Regions from separate parts of the Zea mays genome. Here region 2 is linked to region 1. The links are chromatin contacts, called in public Hi-C maps. All regions are on one chromosome and are shown on one strand. Each heading gives the region's core, a stretch centred on a gene start, on an enhancer-like site or on the middle of the called end of the contact. The rest is flanking DNA. Distances are from core to core; before and after follow the strand shown. Region 1 holds the start of LOC103638274 (phosphatidylinositol 4-kinase gamma 5). Region 2 holds the start of LOC100144300 (TMV-MP30 binding protein 2C).

The links. A called contact is a pair of places that touch in the nucleus more often than the background predicts.
Region 2: a Hi-C map of leaf shows a contact between it and region 1, with 6 times the contacts expected there. The contact joins the promoter of LOC100144300 here to the promoter of LOC103638274 in region 1. A contact is called at or near these places in 3 of 25 Hi-C or Micro-C datasets (ear, endosperm and leaf).

The regions. Positions count from the first base shown.
Region 1 is chr9:39,313,932-39,317,510 of Zm-B73-REFERENCE-NAM-5.0, forward strand. LOC103638274 (phosphatidylinositol 4-kinase gamma 5) reads right to left here and starts at 2,164. Exons shown (of 3, transcript XM_008661235.4): 1 at 1,662-2,164; 2 at 933-1,026; 3 at 1-842. The coding sequence starts at 757. LOC103638275 (a long non-coding RNA gene) reads right to left here and starts at 3,528. Exons shown (of 3, transcript XR_558664.4): 1 at 3,344-3,528; 2 at 3,011-3,267; 3 at 2,847-2,920.
Region 2 is chr9:39,706,867-39,710,301 of Zm-B73-REFERENCE-NAM-5.0, forward strand. It overlaps LOC100144300 (TMV-MP30 binding protein 2C), which reads left to right and starts at 1,281. Exons shown (of 5, transcript NM_001122869.2): 1 at 1,281-1,606; 2 at 1,717-1,785; 3 at 2,202-2,555; 4 at 3,118-3,336. The coding sequence starts at 1,469.

The DNA of each region.
Region 1 (3,579 bases), core at 914-3,413:
TGTCTTCATTCATATGAAACACAGGATGAGAAATCTTAACAAGTAACGTCGGAGGAACATTAGCAGAGTTATCATAGTCCAGAAGGTACGCCGCAACCTCTCTAAAACAGGTCTCGCCAATTCGAACTGATCTTTTGAGGCCTGGCTGCCCAAGGGATTTCCCTATAAAACCTTTTGGGTTGTTGGGAGCAAAAGGCTCTTCATCATTTGGCTTCACAATTGCTGCATTCTCACCTTTGCTGTTCCTGAAATAGTAAGCACCACCAAGCCCACTTTTGATAGGTACTGGATCCACACCTTTCTTGATTGCCCTAGCAACATCCTTCACGAGCTGCCTTGTTCGAGAACAGCGGCTCGGGCATACTAACAGTTCAATTGGACAGCCCCTATCTTTTTGCTGTTGGAGATCCTTGCCACTAGGAGACAAGCATGGTGTGGAGGAACTTCGATGCATGAAAGTCTTGGTGAGAAGCAAAGGGAAATCATTTCTAATGGTGCTGAGATCATTTTTCAGAACACTCTCATCAGTGGGAAAATTTAGGGCCACCTGCAGCTTTCTTTTGACCGTATGTGCATTGTCACCACAATTCAATTGAATAGCCAGGACACAACCAACATCGGTTTGGACAAAAACACGTTTCCATCCACCAACCTTGGTCTCGCTTTTGCTTTTAGTAGGATACTCACTGCTAAGAGTTCGGTCCAAGGCTGAGACTGCCATCTGGGTCTGCACTGGGCATTCCAAGTTGCGAGGCATGGTAGAAACTGAAAGAGAAATTGCAGCCAATGTACTAGAGGAAGCTGCCAGAATCCGGCCTTTCTTGCTCCTCTCTTGTTTCCTTCTGCACCCGTCAAGTTCAGCAGACGAGTGAGACTCACAGCAGAGATCATCAGACAGTGACAGACATCTTTTACAACTTGCTAGACATTACCATAAGGTGAAGACAGGCAGATAGCAGCAACCCTTCTACACCAGGTAGCTGTTACTTATGAGACTGGACAAGCTTGCTTGTTGATTGTTAGATCCTGCAAGAACAGAAAGAATTAGAGGAGATTATCATCATAGCCCAAAGAGAGAAGAAACTAACAAAGCACTGAAACAAGACAAGAAGATTCTTTCCATGACATACAATCCACTCTAGCACCAGTCCTGTTCTACATGGACTGTGAAATAGAAGATAAGGAAGCTTCCTCATGATAACTCTGCACAGGCACGAGCTAAATCTACACTACAGCGGTAGCTCTGCACAGGCACAAACTCTGCTGCACAAATGCCAGATCGATCGACACAGATCAGCTTCTGCTAAAAGCAGATGAAGAAGCAAACGCCTAATGGTATGGCGTCAAGGGGCAGAAGACTAGCACCTAACATTGATTCACCATGCTGTGCAATCGGGCATCCAAGTTGAGAGCTTAGTGAATGAAATAACATAATAAAGGAAACAATTGTTCCAGAAGCTACTAGAATTAAAGCTGTGCTGCATCTATGTGCAAGAAAGCATAGTTACTTACTGCCAAATATGTCACCTTTTGCTCACCCGGCTATGAAAAAATCGAATAAAAAATGGGAAGAAAATGCAGAGACTCGGCAGAATTGATGAGATGAACACCAGTGGAAATGGACAACCCCAGGAATGTCGACGAGGAACCCCCACCCGTACCTGATGCAATGCGGAGGCCAGGGAATGGTGGATTGCGCCGTCGGGGTCGCAGATCTGGCACTGCTCCGCCGCCGCCGCACTCCGAGAAGGCAGCACCACCAATCCCTGCCCGGCGGCCGGCGCCGCGCCACCAACTCTCGGTTGCTGGAACAACGGCTCCACCTCCCGGTGCCCCCACTGGCCAGGGAATGGTGGATTGCGCCGTCGGAGTCGCAGATCTGGCACTGCTCCGCCGCCGCCGCTGCCACACTCCGAGAAGGCAGCACCACCAGTCCCTGCCCGGCGGCCGGCGCCGCGCCACCAACTCTCGGTTGGCACAACGGCTCCACCTCCCGGTGCCCCCACTGGCCGCCCCTGCTTCCCAGCTCCCACCCACGCTTGTTCAACCGTTCCTGGTGTCTGTACTGTGTGTTCGTGCGCAGGGGCAGGAGTGGTGCGCCTCAAGTAGGGGGTGAGGGATGGGTTAAAGAGGGGTTAAGGAACACGGGTTAACAAATAACCATGGCTAGGGAGAGATGTGAGTCGGGCGTGAGTAACGGCCATCTCTCTGCTTTCTCCTTTCTTTCTTTTTTTGCAATTGCGAGTTCCCACCGTCCAAATTCCAGTCCCTACATTCAGGTAGTGCTGCTGCAGCAGCGTTTTTCGGTCCTAGAAATGAGAAGTTAGACCATTCAACTCATCTCTATTCTAAATTGTACTTAGTTTTTTTTAATTATACTAGGTGAGTGTCCGTGCGTTGCAACGGAACCGTATAATAACACAATAACAATATATATTATAGATATATGCTCGTGCGTTGCAACGGAAGTAAAAGATTTGTATGACACATTGATACGGAACGACAAACATCACTATAATATGCAAAATACGTGTGGAAAACTATCAATATCACACAAATTATTTCTAAAAAGTTAATTTAGAATTTTTAATTACAGACAAATGTGTCGACAACTGTACACTAATCAACTAATCCTTTTTAGCGATATCGATAAGTTCCTGTTGTATGTTTGCAGGGATGACATATCGGCACGAATTGTCCTCATAACTTAACATATCAATCACAAAGTTCCTTCGAAAAATCTTTACATCCTACAGACAAAGTCATAAGAGAACAAAACATATTATCTTGTAGAATGAGATAGCTGGAATGTATGTTTTGAACATAAAACGAACGTACTACACTCACCCTAACAAATTTCAGTAGTCTGTCATTCCCCCACATGGCCATAGCTTGTAGAACGAGGTAGCTGGTATTAAACCTATAGAATAATGTTTGGGTAACTATGTTTTATACAATGATTATCATAGAAAAAATTTAAACTACTGAGAAGGCGGTACGAAGAAAATACCCTCTTAAGTCAATTGGGACACCAGTCTGAATTGTATGTTCCCACTTAAAGATATCCTCCGCCCATCCAGAATGTTTCTTGTTGTAAGCAATCTTATATTTTTTTGAGGCCATGATAATCGCTTCCGCGAACCTCTTGTATGACATGTATTTACACCAATCTTGAGTCGGTGTAAAATCGATAAAAGTCACATGCTTTTTAACATAATCTATTACGAAAAGGGCGTGACATTCATTGAATTTTCATGGCATAAGAACCTGCAAAATATCAGTCATTAGGATCCTACAACAGAAGTGTCCTTTATAAATACATTCGAAATGAACACATACTTACATATCTACAACCCGTGATATAATAATTCATTGATGGCCAACAATCGAGTATTTTGGCTAACTCTTTTGTTGTAGGATCCTGATGGTACTTTGGAAGTTTACCAAAACCAACCATTCTCTGGACAGTATATATACATGTCCACATGAGGATTAGATGTAGATACTATATATTAATACATTAATGATTGGAAATAAACTTACCCAAAAACGCATGTCCATATAATGCTACCTATTATT
Region 2 (3,435 bases), core at 31-2,530, 390 kb after region 1:
AACTAATCATTCGCTTCTAGCATAATATTGATCACTACATGGAGCTTCGGTTCATGATAGAAGTCTTCCCCTCTACAGAAGGTTTTCAAGACGAAGATACAGCCCGAGGGTGATAACAATGAACGCCAAAGCTATAGACGAAGTATAACATCTTCGACTTAAAGTGATGACGAAGACCAGACATGATGCTGAGCTGAAGAGGAAAAGACTAGTTAGTCCATGACGATTTATATTATAGTTATGAACAAATGTTAAGGTCATAAATGTACTTTTATCCAGGCTGCGTTCCGTGCCTATAAATAGATAAACAGTTCCACCGTACTGTTCACGTTGGATTGTAATTGCTCTCGAGTCAACATCTTCGAGCAACCCGAAGGTATCAACGTAATGTAAACTTTGTTAATATTCATATATACATTACGAAATACATATGTGAATGAACTGATGGATTACATTCATTATCTCTATGTACTCTTATATTATTATAAATAATGAAGGCATGCCCTTCATGACCTTCGTCTAAAGATCATTATATCCAAGAGCAGATAATGTTTCGGAGGACGAAGATCTTTAATCTTTGGCAATTGTGTTGCCTTGTTCTTGATTCGCAACATTTGAGAACAAGTGACCAACAAATACACATGATTCTTATTAACCATAAGCTCCCTATTTTGCTTTACAATATCACATGTGTTTTTTTTATCTTACACAACTTAAACATATACTAGAAGCAAACTTGTTAAAGTCTTTATTTGTTTTGTCATTGATCACCAAAACCTCTCAGAGGTTGATTGCATTTAAAGAGATGTATCTTCTTAATGGTTAATTATTGAAATGTAATATTCCTATTTAAAACGTAGAAAAATCAAAACTATTTTTTTATAAAAAATGCTTGCTTACTATGTCAGTGGTCGATTATAGCTGTAGCCCGCCCCGAATTTGATAGAGCAGTCTATCTTAGGCTATCTCCACTAGACCGTGTAAACGACCGTGCAAAATACTGTTTTTGTACTGTAGATTACTGCACTGTTTGTAGAATAAAGTTTGAAATAGAAAATAAGATAGAAAGTGAGATACAGAGTTTGCTGGAAATAGTAATGAAGGTGAGATCCGGTATCATGTATCTGGTATGATGCAAATTTTATATGCGTAACACCCAATCCCACCTGCAATTCCCCTAGTAACCACTCGCAATCAGTGGCCTAGCACTTCTGCCGAAAGCCAGCATCTCTATTTGTTCCGGCAAGCCTCCTCTCCAAGCTTCGAATCGTAGAGAAAAGCAAGCCCGCGGGGCCGACCCGGTCGGCATCCGAACCCAACGCCTCTGAGAGCCTTAAACCCCGACCCGAGCCTGTCAGACTGACATCGCTCGACCATTTTCCCATTTCCATTCCCATCCCAATTCCCAGCGGTTTCATTTCCACCTCCTCCTTTTCCAATTTCGACTCGATTCGAAACAGGATACCAAATGCATGATCGATCCCACAAGCCGCAGCCGGCGGAGGCCGGCAACGGCGGGCCGGCTGGCGAGGGCGGCGGCGGGAACGTGGATCGGGTGCTCTTCAAGAACCTCGTCGAGATGGTGCCGCTCGTCGAGTCGCTCATGGTGAGTTCGCGGGTGCCGTGCTAGATCTCGCCGGGGCTACTGAGGTTTCCGCGAGCTCTTGTCGATGCGCTGCCTGACCGTTATCCTGTGTCGCTTCTTCATGCGTGCAGGACCGGAGGGTCAACCCGGCATACTCGCGTCGCGCTTCGCTGGTCTACACGCCGGCGCCGCCCAAGAAGGTTTGTTACCGCCTTTTCCCCCCTAATTTACCCCTATGTCTTTCTTTCTGTTCCTTTGATAGTTTAGTTTGTGGATTTGTCGATTTAATTCACGCGTCGCTTGCTTACGTTCGAATATATATGTTTCCTGTTTTAAATTGCTGGTTTCCTTCAGCTGTCGGTTTCCGCCGTTAGTTAGTTAGGACTGAACAAAAATGCAGCCTAAGGCTGATTTCCCCTCATTCAAATTAGACCTTCGCACAATAACAGTTTCCCTAGATCTTGTAAGCATCTCAGCTTTCACATATTTTGTAGCCTGATGTTGATGAATGGCAGCTGAATCCTCAGTATATGTGATTCTTTTGTAAAACTACCATGACAATTTCTCTTTAGATTTGGTAGTGATGAACCTGAGGATGGATGCTTTATTTTGACAGGCAAGCGATTTGAAAAGTGTCAAATTGCCACAGAGCGTATCAGCCAAAAAGCGGAGAGACCCTGGTGATATAGCCAAGAAGAGCACCCCAGATTCTAACGGCGACAACGGTTCAGTTGTGCCATTATCTCTGTCAGGTGCTGAAAATATGCCCAAGGATGAGGTTGCTGTGCTAAGCGAGCAGATCAATGACCTACAAAAGAAGCTGCTTGAGAAGGAGGAGGCACTGAGGTCTGCGGAGAGCTCTGTGACTGAGATGAATGCAGCATATGCAACTATCGATGAACTCAGACGCCTGGTGGCTGACAAAGAAGCTTTGATCAGATCTACCAATTCTCAGTTGCATGATGCAAAGGTGAAGTGCTGCCCGATTGTCATTAATTACTATTCTGAATTAGCAAGCATGCATATGTCTGTAAAATCTACAATAGTTATAAAGTCCGTCACATGATTTATGCACAAAGCCATAGCTGTTACACTCAGTTCATGCATATATAGTCCTGTCTCTTATTTGCAATGTGTGTTCATAACTTTTATATCATCAACAAACCTGGGTTGTTGACTGATTGTTTAACAGCATGACACAGTTTATGAAAGTTATAAGTTCTTTATCCTCATTTTGAGGATACTGCAAATTAGCTATGCTTGCTGTTTTGCCCTGTATCGAATCAATATTTGTTCAATTCCAGCTTACCCTTTGATTTAGACATTGAGTAATCTACAGTTACTTTTGCGTATATAAATGGTTGTGCATATTTCTTATTGAGATGATTTACATATAGCGAATTTCTACTTACATATGGTAATACTAAATTTCCTTTTTTTTGGGGGTAAGGATGCTAAAATTAAAGATTGTTGATTTTTCTGATGGGAAAAGATTTCGTGTTTCACCTGATCTTTTCTTTGTCCTCCTACAGATTATGCTTGCAGACAAGCAAGCGTCTTTAGAGAAACTTGAATGGGAGGTGAAGATGTCAAATAAAAAGGTCGAAGATCTTCAAGGAGATATGTCGAATATGGGATTCGAGATAAGCTCATTGATGGTATTTTTCGAAAAAATTTCAGAGAATGTTTCAGGTGACTCTTATGATGATATAATACCATCATCATATGAATTAGAGACACTTCAATCAATGGTGAGTATGGATCCCTGGAGCACCATTGACCTGTCTAACTAAAGCTAGGGATGGAATACTAGTTTTTTTATGGCGTTTGAAGTTGTGGGATTAACATGC